2 separate regions of the Sus scrofa genome follow, and region 2 is linked to region 1. A link is a contact called in public Hi-C data. All regions are on one chromosome and are shown on one strand. The core of a region is the stretch at or near the end of the contact, and the rest is flanking DNA. Distances in the headings are between cores, read along the strand shown. Region 1 overlaps SMYD3 (SET and MYND domain containing 3). Region 2 overlaps SMYD3 (SET and MYND domain containing 3).

What was found. A called contact is a pair of places that touch in the nucleus more often than the background predicts.
Region 2: a contact with region 1 is called in a Hi-C map of heart right ventricle, with 2.3 times the contacts expected there. The contact joins two enhancer-like sites. A contact is called at or near these places in 2 of 47 Hi-C or Micro-C datasets (embryonic fibroblasts and heart right ventricle).

What each region holds. Positions count from the first base shown.
Region 1 is chr10:18,515,885-18,518,978 of Sscrofa11.1, forward strand. The region is part of intron 5 of SMYD3 (SET and MYND domain containing 3); the gene reads right to left. Among named protein-coding and RNA genes, the nearest start is that of SMYD3, 500 kb to the right of the region's middle. Within about 2 kb of position 1,552, at least 6 of the 83 cell types and tissues checked have an H3K27ac peak or open chromatin away from gene starts, as enhancers often do.
Region 2 is chr10:18,778,053-18,781,146 of Sscrofa11.1, forward strand. All of the region lies in intron 5 of SMYD3 (SET and MYND domain containing 3), which reads right to left. Among named protein-coding and RNA genes, the nearest start is that of SMYD3, 240 kb to the right of the region's middle. Within about 2 kb of position 1,484, at least 1 of the 83 cell types and tissues checked has an H3K27ac peak or open chromatin away from gene starts, as enhancers often do.

The sequences.
Region 1 (3,094 bases), core at 302-2,801:
TCTAACCATAGGAGAATGGAACAAGCAGATAAACCCATGAGGCCAGGACCTAATGCATTTCCAGGGTCCAGAAAAGGGCTCAGCACATCGTAGGAATTCAATAAATACCTGGTATGTTTTGATTGACTGTCAAAAGACACAAGATTTCTTTTATATATATATATATATATATATATATACATATATATTTGTAAAATATAAATAAAGTAGGGGTAGCCTCAACAAATACAGCCAAATCCAGGATTCAAGAACCCAACAAGACAAAATCAAGAAGGGCATGTGGGGAGTTCCCGCTGTGGCTCAGGGGTAATGAACCTGACTAGTATCCATGAGGATGTGGGTTCAATCCCTGGCCTCACTCCGTGGGTTAAGGATCCAGTGTTGCCCTGAGTTGCAGTGCAGGTCACAGATGTGGTTTGGATCTGGCATGCTGTGGCTGTGGTGTAGGCCGGCAGCTGCACTTCTGATTCGACCCCTAGTCTGGGAACTTCCATATGCAGCAGGTGCGGCCCTAAGGAGCCAAAAAGAAAAAGCATGTGGAACAAGGGCTGACTGGCTTTCCAGTGCCGCCAACCAAACTGTGGACACCTCCTGAGACACAAAAAGCTCAAAGCCTGTGGATGTTGGGGCAGAGTGAAGAGGAAGCAGCTATTCATCAGTGCCAGGCTTAAACTTCCTCCAGCTCCTTCCTACTGTTTATTTAACAAGATGCCTCTGTGCTCTGGACGAAGGAGTCTGCCCCAGATCCTGAAGTCCTAACATGACCTACACTGCACAGAAGTTCTGACTGGTTCCAGGACCACACCGGCTGGTGCAGATCCCATGGTGTCTGTTTCCAGGAGAGGCACACATAGAGTGTTTTTCCACGGTTGAGGTCAGCTCCGGCTTTCTTAGGGCTTCTGAGCCCAGTTCAGGGCATGAACTTTAATCAAAGAAATGACACACTGGGAGTTTCCATCATGGCTCAGTGGTTAACGAATCCGATTAACCATGAGGTTGCGGGTTCGATCCCTGGCCTTGCTCAGTGGGTTAAGGATCTGGCATTGCCGTGAGCTGTGGTGTATGTAGGTCGCAGACACAGCTTGGATCCCACGTTGCTGTGGCTCTGGCGTAGGCTGGCAGCTACAGCTCCGATTAGACCCCTAGCCTGGGAATCTCCATATCCTGCGAGAGCAGCCCTAGAAAAGGCAAAAAGACAAAAATAAAAAAAATTTAAAAAATAAAAAGAAATGACACGCTGGCCCTGCACAATGGGACACTGAATGACTATATTTCATGGTGGCAAATACGGGAGCCCCTTTTCAATGAAACAGCACAAGGAGCAGGAAAAGAAAGAAGGACCGATTTGTTAGAAGCCACCTCCAAGCGGCTGAGTCACCTGAAAGTTAATCGAAGACAACTGGGAATGTCATGGGGCTGGGGGGGGGGAAATAGATCCCTGGAGAACTGACTTGGTTGTGAAATCGGAAGTGTGAGCCTCTTGCTTTGGGCTGGAATGTACTGAGCTTGTGCTTTGTGCTCCAAGACACAGAAGACTCCCTCTCTCCCCAAGAGGCTTTGGACAGATACCAACAGCTACCATTTGGGATGAGCAATGCACTTTCATCTCACACAATCTCATTCCGTCTTAGCTGGGCATCAGCAGTGGCAGGGATTGTTCTCCCCGGGAAAAAAATGAGAGGTGGGCTGGGGCAGGCAGGGCTTGCAGTGCGGTAAGAGGCTCTCTCCAGGTCACTTAGCTATGCAAATGGTGCGCCCTGAGCAAGGGCTGCAGCCCACGCTCATGCTTCCCAGCCCTTCCCAGAACCTCAGAGCATCCGCAGCACCAGGAAAACTGGACCTGACCCAAGGCAGCTGGAAGTATGTGAGGACACAGGAGGAAGTACAAAGGTGAGTGGTGAGACAGAATGCAGGCCTTGCGGTCAGGGAGTGATGAGAGCTGCTGGGAGCAGGACCAGCCCCTATCAGGGGCATCTTCAAGCCCTCAGCTGCCCTGCAGAGATAAGAGCTTTCTCTGGCAGGTGCTCAGACAAGAGGTCATGCGTAGGTACGGCTCTGGCAACGCCCAGACAAACCAACCTCTCTCTGATCCCAGCCGAAAGGTTTGACAATAACACAGTCTGCAGACAAGGAAATCCAAAGAGTGGCGCTTCTCCAGTGAAAACGGTGTGCTGGACCTAAGCCAGGGCTGCCAACAACTGCGAGTGAGTGAATTCCCAAATGTACAGTCACAGGTTGGCTCCCAAGGCTCCGCTCACAGCATTTCTGCCAAACGGAGAAACGGAGACGAGCAGGTATCTCCCTGCTAAGAGCCCCAGTTGGCAGCATCCCACCCTCTCTTAAGTGCCTTTTGGGGAGGGCATGCAGAGAGAGAGCCCTGGATAAAAAGTACAATAAAACTTCCTCTTCTGAACTCTCAGGGTTTTGAAACCTGATAGATCTCATCAAGGCATGATTCTTCTTGAATAAAGAATTCGAAGTTAGCAACCTACCCAGAGATTCACATCTGAAACATAGTTTGGCGTCTTCGAGTTTTATTATGCACTAGCTTCAGTTTATTTAATAGCTATAATTCTTTTTTTTCTTTTTTTTTGTCTTTTTGTCTTTTTGTCTTTTTGCCATTTCTTGGGCCACTCCTGCGGCACATGGAGGTTCCCAGGCAAGGGGTCTAATCGGAGCTGTAGCTACCGGCCTATACCAGAGCCACAGCAACACGGGATCCGAGCCACGTCTGCAACCTACACCACAGCTCACGGCAACACCAGATCGTTAACCCACTGAGCAAGGCCAGGGATCGAACCCGCAACCTCATGGTTCCTAGTTGGATTTGTTAACCACTGTGCCACGACGGGAACTCCAAATAGCTATAATTCTGATAAGGACTATGTGACAGCCAAATGAGATACCACTTCCTATCTATTAGGATAGCTGGAAGGAAGGAGAAAGGATGGAAGGAAGAAAGGAAGAGAAGAAGGGAGAGGGAGAGAAAAAAAAAAAAAAGAGGGAGAGAGGGAAGAAGAAAAGAGAGGAAAGAGAAAAATCAATGTCCAAGGTGAAGATGTGGAGAAACCAGAACCCCTGTGCCTTGATGGTG
Region 2 (3,094 bases), core at 234-2,733, 260 kb after region 1:
GGCCGGCGGCTACAGCTCTGATTCGACCCCTAGCTTGGGAACCCCCATATGCCGTGGGAGCGGCCCAAGAAAATGGCAATAAATAAATAAAACAAGAAATAATCATGTGCATAGTGGTTTGAAGCAAGAGCCCTGAATACTGGCTTTGAATGTCCATATGCTCACATCAGTGTTTCATGTTATACAACTGTGTTCTTTCTAGAAAAGTCAGGAATTGTTACACGCCCAGATGCGAAACTGAAAACAGCTATTGGACTCAGAGAACTGTAAAATAAGTACGTATTGTTTTAAGCCACTAAGTTGGTGGCAATCTATCACACAACAGAAAACCCATATAGACAGAAAAGGAAATACTTCAATGCTTAAAAAGAAAAAACTTAATGCAGCCAAGAAAATAGCCTGTTTGAGACACAAGTGTGAGGCAGAGCCACCTGCCTGCTGTCCAAACCACAGAGCCCCTTGGTAATTCAATGAGTACTGCTGCCCTGGGTTCCCTTGCTCACACCGCACCAGCCCTTCATCTCCAAGCCCTAAAGTGTAACCACAGATGCATCACAGACCTCACAACCGTCCCTATGAGCACCGCAGGCAGCGTGTTACCTACTGGACTTTCAGGTGGTGCCCTGGTCCCTTCTGGGGAGAACTATACTCTTGTGGCTCTAAGTGGCCCTAGTGGACATGGCTCAAGACAATCCTATGGGAGCCATGAAAGCCAGGATGGGAGATTGCTGTGACCTGCCTGCTGTCTAGACCACTGTGACCAGTCCTTATGAACAGGAGGTTCTTTTTTTTCTTTTGTTTCTTTCTTTCTTTCTTTCTTTTTTTGCTTTTTAGGGCCACACTTGCAGCATATGGAAGTTCCCAGGTTAGGGCTGAATCGGAGCTATGACTGCCACCACAGCCACAGCCACAGCAACACCAGGTCCAGGCCGCATGTGTGACCTACACCACACCACACGGTAACACCAGATCCTTAACCCACTGAGCAAGGCCAGAGATCGAACCTACATCCTCATGGATCCTAATCAGGTTTGTTACCACTGGGCCACAATGGAAACTCGGGCATGGGATTCTAGTCCACGACCGAAGAAAGAGAGTACAAGAAAAGGCAGGCTCTCTAATTTTGATAATATATTTAGCATTAAACCCAAATATGCAGAATAGTGAACAAGCAAACCCACAGTATGGAGAGAAACAAGATGGTGTGGTATCATGGAAAAAGAACAATATAAAAAGTCTGAACTGCTCTGCCGGCAACAGTCCTGCCCATGATGCATCTTATAGCCTTGTATAAAACAGAGGCTACTGGAGTTTCCTCGTGGCGCAGAGGAAATGAATCTGACTAGTGTCCACAAGAATGCAGGTTCCATCCCTGGCCTCGCTCAGTGGGTTAAGGATCCGGGGTTGCTGTGAGCTGTGGTGTAGGCTGGTGGCTATCACTCCTATCTGACCCTTAGCCTGGGAGCTCCCATATGCTGTGAGCTACGACTGCCACCACAGCCACAGCCACAGCAACACCAGGTCCAGGCCACATGTGTGACCTACACCACAGCACACGGTAACACCAGATTAAATAGATACATAAATAAACCACATTAAATGAAGGCTATGACCCTTCAGGTGTTTTCCAGGTCTAACAGTCTACCATTCTTCAGTCTTAACACAAAAATACTTGGTTCAACAACTATAGTAACAAAGAGCTACCCCCTTACGAAAAAGTGGACTAAGACACCAAGAAAACAACTATTCTGTCTGATAAGAGTACTTATTCTCAGTAACTAAGAATAGCAGGCAGGGCTGAGTTTTAGCACATACTGTATTCCCAGCATTTGAGAGCCTAGTCTTATAAATGTCAACCTCATGTATCTAGGTGGCAAAGATAAGGCCATTCAAATCCTTCAGCTAATATGTATGTATATTAATTAATATATACTCATATAATTAACATTAATAATTTATAATATTTCTATATTATACCACTGAAATTATATAATTATATAAAATATATTTGACAAATATATAAATATATTAAGTATATTTATATGTATATATAATATAGTATATATACTAAAATATATAATTGAATTATTACTAAAATATAAAACATATAATTACTTTATGTTGTATACTAAAATATATAATTATAATTGTTATAACATAATTATAACATAATATAAATAATTATAATTATAATGATTACTAAAATATAAAAATATTTAATTATTTTACTATATTTTATATACTAAAATATCTAATTATAATTATGTTATAACATAATTATATATATAAAATGATATTAATTATATATTCCTTTGTTATTTGACTTGAAGTTTAGTGTCCAAAAGTAATCATTTCATGTAAAATTTCTTATTATAAATTTAACTCCACGAAATACTGACATTTCAAATACAAGTTATGACTAGGGCTGGTTTATCTTTATAGCCAGCCAGCCAAACAATAGGCATAAATTATGCCTATATTATGTAAGAAAGCCTACCAAGGAGCTAAGACCAAAGGAATGCACATGGTATCTCCAAGCTTCTTCTAGCGCATGTCAACACCAAACAGCCAGTGAGGAAAAATAACTTTGGCTGAAAAGTCCTATTCTGCATATGAGAAAAAAGAGAGCTAAGCCACCTACTGTCCATAGCTTATCTTCTATCACTAGAAGTCTTTATCGTTCATTAAAAATAGTTACATAGTTCTACCTAAATTTTTGGAAATTCTCTGCGATAGCTTGAAATTGAAAATCTTATATCTGGACTGTACATTTCAGTTTCCATTCTCAGTCCAGTTTACAGAGAGGTGAGAAGTACTGTGCTCGCAACTTACACTGGTATTAAACTGACCCCTGCTGGCCTCATCTTTTCCGTATGTGCATTTATCCTATGCTACAACACTCAACTGCATCCTATAGATGAAACTGCATTTGATCAGATTCCCAAAACAAAAATATGACATAGGAGAGAGTTCCCATTGTAGCTCAGTGGTAACGAACCCGACTAGTATCCATGAGGATGCAGGTTCAATCCCTGGCCTCCATCAGTGGGTTAAGGCATTGTCGTGAGCTGTGGTGTAGGTCAAAAATGTGGCT